Linked DNA regions of Mus musculus: region 1 is linked to region 2. A link is a contact called in public Hi-C data. All regions are on one chromosome and are shown on one strand. The core of a region is the stretch at or near the end of the contact, and the rest is flanking DNA. Distances in the headings are between cores, read along the strand shown.

What was found. Hi-C and Micro-C count contacts between places; a contact is called where the count stands out from the background.
Region 1: a Hi-C map of uterus shows a contact between it and region 2, with 3 times the contacts expected there. The contact joins two enhancer-like sites. A contact is called at or near these places in 2 of 15 datasets of contacts at CTCF or cohesin (large pre-B cells and pro-B cells), 31 of 484 Hi-C or Micro-C datasets (B cells, the C2C12 cell line, the G1E-ER4 cell line and 22 more), 4 of 115 datasets of contacts at active chromatin or transcription factors (astrocytes, embryonic basal ganglia, embryonic limb bud and 1 more) and 1 of 9 other capture datasets (embryonic stem cells).

The regions. Positions count from the first base shown.
Region 1 is chr5:103,926,244-103,928,943 of GRCm38.p6, forward strand. No RefSeq gene overlaps it. Among named protein-coding and RNA genes, the nearest start is that of Klhl8, 16 kb to the left of the region's middle. Within about 2 kb of position 1,363, at least 127 of the 459 cell types and tissues checked have an H3K27ac peak or open chromatin away from gene starts, as enhancers often do. A contact at or near this core is called in cerebral cortex and uterus, where this site is marked.
Region 2 is chr5:103,335,476-103,338,175 of GRCm38.p6, forward strand. No RefSeq gene overlaps it. Among named protein-coding and RNA genes, the nearest start is that of 1700021F02Rik, 9.8 kb to the right of the region's middle. Within about 2 kb of position 1,301, at least 59 of the 459 cell types and tissues checked have an H3K27ac peak or open chromatin away from gene starts, as enhancers often do. A contact at or near this core is called in cerebral cortex and uterus, where this site is marked.

The sequences.
Region 1 (2,700 bases), core at 113-2,612, 590 kb after region 2:
CTCACACATGCGTGAAATCCACAACTTAACTGCATCCTCATCCCTTTTTGTTTTTTATTTATTTATTTATTTATTTATTTATTTATTTATTTATTTATTTATTTATTTATTTATTTATTTTGTTTTTCGAGACAGGGTTTCTCTGTATAGCCCTGGCTGTCCTGGAACTCATTTTGTAGACCAGGCTGGCCTCGAACTCAGAAATCTGCCTGCCTCTGCCTCCCGAGTGCTGGGATTAAAGGCGTGCGCCACCACGCCCGGCTCTTAATTATTATTTTTTAAATATGAATTTATTTCTGTGTGTGCCTGCGTACGTCTACCACATGCATGCAGTACCCACATCGACCAGAAGAGGGCGTGCGACCTATGGTATTAGGTATGGGTGCTGGGAACTCACACAAGTTTCTACAAGAGCTGCAGCAAGGGCTTTTAACTGCTGAGCTATTTCTCCAGCCTGAATGTATTACTATTTTTAATTTAAAATTTAAAAGTACACTATTCTGCGTGGCAAGAGGTGGAGTGCATGCACATCACAGTCAGTGTGTGGTCAGAGGCAACTTGTGGGAGTTAGCTCGCCTAGGTGGGTTTCTGGCTACAACTCGGGTCGTCAGGCTTGTTGGAAAGTGCCTTTACTCTCTGAGCCATCTTGCTGACCCTTATTTTACTTATTATTTTAAACATTATTCCATGAAAATTTCTTCTTTTAGGGGGTCTCCAAGATGTCTTCATCATTATTTAGGCATCTCATAAGCTAAAAACCCCCAGACAAGCCGACTATTTGCTATAGTCAGCGCTGCATTCTCTCCTGCAAGGATCTCTCCTTTAGATGCAGAAACGTTGTGATGTATTTAAACCGCCAGGAGAAGGCATAAAAATATCCCGGACTACCATTTAAGATGAATTGGATAGAGAATATTTGAGAAAGTCGTAATTATCAATAAATTATCACTCAGTGTGGGCTATATAGCTAATGAAGCACGAAAAATTACTCTGTATCGCTGGGATACAGTGAGGAGAAAGAGGGAGGAAGGGAGGGAGAAGAAGGGGAGAAAGAGGGACAATATTTCAAAGTGTGTATTTAAATTATTAAATTACTATTATTTCTATAATAATACATATTATATACAATATATAATAAGATATTAATTCTATTATTAAGCATGGAGAGTAGCTAAGAAAGGGCCTATTCTCAAACTGCAGAGTCCACTAGGTCCTAATGTCCTCCTGGAGTAAACAGGACCAGTCAATTAACTAGCCCAAGAACGGTCAAATTTATTTTTGGAACTGCGTAGTGGAGAAGGGATTGAGTGCCACTGAATAATTGGTAAACGCTCGGAGCGCCCTCTGCTGGACGGTCTTGGTAAAGGAGTAGTAGTGAAGGAAATGAGCTCATAGGCTCAGAAGGAAAGTTTAGAACAGCGGTTAGGCTTTTGTAAAGGTCTTCCCACCTTCCCTTTAGTGAGCTCAAGCTCTGCTCCTGCCTCAGCGTCTTCGGCGTAGGCACCGCGGCGCACGGCACACACCAGTATATCCGCTTTACGTTTCTTTTCACCGTGATGAGTTCAGTTCTCTCAGCTCAGCACTCTGAACTTCTGGCGGATCCCCAGAGCCTGCACAATTTGCTTTCAAGAACATGCAACTTTCTCATCCAATACAGTCCCTTCTTTTTAGGTCCTCTGCTGTAGTTGGAGACTTTGGCTCTTAAACGCCCCTCAAAGGCACATGTGGCAATGACTCTATGCCTGCTGTGGTGATACTGGGGTGTGGTGGAGCTGTTAAGCAGTGGTGTAACCATGAGGGGGACTGAGGGCCCTGGACTTGTCCTGATCCTGTTTCATTTCTGGCCACCACGACGCCTCTCTCCGACGGAGAGACCTCAAAGCAGTAAATCGAGCCAAGCATGGACTTGGACTAGTTGGGCACGCGTCCACCGCCACTGAACTGTACTTTTGGCCTTTCCATCGGGATTTTGCACGAATAGGCACTTGGGTGCAGGGTTTACTCTGCTTACACTAGCGAGGCTACTCAGGACTTCTCAAGTGCTAGAAAATTGCTCTGTACTCTCATCCCTAAGACAACCGTAAATGTAAAAAATAAAAACTGGGATGTAGCTCACTGCTAGAGAGCGTTTGTAGATTGCTTAAGTCTTGGTGGAGTAACGCCAAAACAAACAATCCATAAAGGGTTTTGTTTTTTTAAAAATATATTGCAAATGTAAAATTTCTGGCATTCTGGACCTAGTACGGCTCTTGTGTTCACAAAGGCACAGGATCTATCTGGATAAGCTAGAGCCAGTACTAAGAAGCAGGCAGCTCAAATGCTGGGAGTTTTAGGTTGGTGGCTCCTTGGAGAGGGAGGGTATGGATAGAGGCAGGGCTGTGTCCCTGCTAAGCAGGAGCTCTACCACAGACCAGTGTCCCTGCTGTATCACAGGGCTGCCTCACAGTCATGGACTCATAATAAATGCGTTTTCTCCTCTTGCAAGAGCATCCCCAAGGAACCACTATAAAAGCAGGGGCAGCTCTGCTTTCCAGGCCCCACTGCGTACTTAGGAAGAGTGTTTTAAATCTGTTTTTCTTCAGAGCCAGTGGTCTTTGCTGCCCTCACCTTGGGCTCTTTAGTGGGCCCAGTCATTGCAAGTTCAAAGGGTCCTCATTACAGAATGAAGTATATTCCTGCTTCTTCCTGTGTTGGGAACCA
Region 2 (2,700 bases), core at 51-2,550:
AGCCCTTTTTATAGAGAGTCAGGCACACCTGGCTATTGCCAGGTAACTGTGGGGCGAAGCCTAGACTAAATGCCAACAAAAACTGTCTTCCACAAGCTGTCCCTCTAACCCACACATGCACACATACATACATACATACACACACACACACACACACAAAGTAGATAGATAGATAATTTTTAAAGTGATAAATGTGTAGCCATCAGCTTTAAAATCTAATTTTTATAGAAGGAATTGGATTTCAATTCCTCTTACTTTATCAGAAATAGATTTAATCCAAGTTTTTTTTTTAACCACAAAAGTGGGGAAAAAAAGCCTAGCCTTTTAATAGTTATTATTTTATTTTTGAAAACTATTTGTTCCTACTCTCTAACGTTCTGGTTTTTGTTTTTGCTTTTTACCATATCTAGCCCCTTAACTCCATTTGGCTTTACCTCCTAATTAGCCTCCATTGAAAGATTTCGGTCTGTCCCTCACCCATTGTGTGAGCTTTGACCCTGGCTGTGGCACATAATGAACCTTCTCTGGTGGTGAGAAGTGCTTAAGGAGATTTATTTGTTTTTAAGGCTGAGCAGCCACTTTGTCTATTTCACTGGAGACAAAGATTTAAAGCTAGAAACAGGCGCCCAAGAGAGCAGTTGCCTTAGGATTTTTAGAAGGCAAGAAATTCAAATTAACCCCATGTAGCCATCTGTCAGAACTGCCAATCTGACGGGAAAGCAGTGAGCACTTGGTGTTCGGCTGCTGGCTGCTTGCTTTCCCTAACTTGGCAGCACTGAGTTACTTCTCTCTGCTATTTAAAGCCAAGTGCAGCCCAATCGTGGGGTTTTACCGATTCTAAAGGAAAAACCACAGAAGGAACCGCAACACTGAAGGCGAAGGAGACGCTTCAGTGCCTTCAAAACCAAACTCTTCATGACATTTTCACTTTCCTTCCCAGTAAAATGTTTGAAGGACAAAGCTGGTCTTAAATGAGGTGATGTTGGACTTGTTTACATACAAATAATATCCTAGCAATTTAATGTTACAAGACAGACTGTTTCTTTTCCAAATGGTAGACACCTGTCTAATTCATGTGTGGGGAGACACAGCCCGTAGCTTAAGCCTTAGGTCTTAAGCACCCAGCACAGTGATTATGAATCATGGGTCGGCGTTATTTAATGTTGCTTTAAATCTAGTGCTATGGATTTCATTTCAAACAGTCATCATCCCAACATAAATCTTGTCTGCAGGAAGAAGCGCTCTACCCTGCGGCCCTCCCTCTCTTTACCTTCCATCCCCCTCAGGAGAAGACAGGCTATGAGGGCTGCAGACAAAGGGGCGGGTACGGAGGGAAGATCAGACAAGAGGAGACACTGGGAACTCCTCCCACCCACCCGTTTCAAAAGACTATGCCCTGTTGTAGCAATGTGAAGTCTATAATTGGTTGGCTTATCTCTCCCAATAAGCAATGTTTTGATAAAAAAAAAAAAAAAAAAAAATACGATGGCCAGAAACATCTGCCAAGCTTGAACTCCTCACCCAGTAAATTTTCAGACTAAACTGGTGCCTGTCCTAACCACGCCTCAGCGTGAAATCTCTCATCCTACCAGAAGGTGTTGAAAGTGGGGGGCCACAGCGAAACCATTACAGGGCTCTAGGTTACGCCTAATAAAAATAAAAGTAGGACTATTTAGACAAACCACAACTACCTAGCAAAGCTTTAAACTTGACTTTTTGTTTCAGGCTGGGATACTGAGAGATACAAAGAGCTGGTTCTTGGATTTTAGCTATACAAGAATTGTAACTGTTACAGTAGGGTTAAAATGTGAGAATGCCTGAAGCGCTTCACTCCTGTGACTAAGCTGTCACAATATTTACATTGTGTCCCTGTCATGCCTCCTACCTCTCCCTGCTCTCCCCAGCAGGTCTCCCAGGGCCCTTTCTGTGTCAAAAGGGGAGACTTTTGTCAGACAGAAATTGTACCTTTCCAAAGGATCCTTTGTTTGATTGTGTTGATTGATTGTCATGTTTATTTCTTTAAGCTTCTTTTTTCCAGAACCCTGGATGACTCCTTTCATTTTGATTTTTGTTCACGAAATCACGTTTTTAGGTCAGTTGGCTCTTTTTAGAGAGATATTACATATGGTTATGACTCTTCTTTCAAAATCGTTCAGTAAATTGATTCTTTATTTGTTTGAACAGTACGGAAACTAAGCCGGTAGCAGATGAACAAAAACATGAATGAGCTGGAGCAGTCTACACTGGGTGTCTGCTGATGCTCTGAGGCGTCACGGGGACACAAAGGGTGGTGCAAAAACGCCAGGCCACAAACCTCACACTAATATTAGAAATAAATTAGTAATGATTAAAACAGAAGCTATTATGTAGTTGTATCATCCCATACAAACATTATTAGAATATTAGAGTTTACTGAACTCTAGTCAAGAATCAAGTTCTCTATAACTCAAATGCACTTCATCTCCCACATGTCCAGGGTCCTTAGAGTGCTGAACAGCTCCTCTAATGGACGTGTTCAAGGTATTAATGAGACCCTGCCTCCTCATCACTCAAAGCTGCAAAACCTGCCCCCTTCATGCAACTTACAGAAACAGAGAAATGTAAGAGTGGGAAGCAGAAATGTGAGGCTTATGTAGGGTGGCCACATTGAAAAGAGGAATACACAAAGTGTCGGACAACCCCACGGCCTTTCTCGGGGTG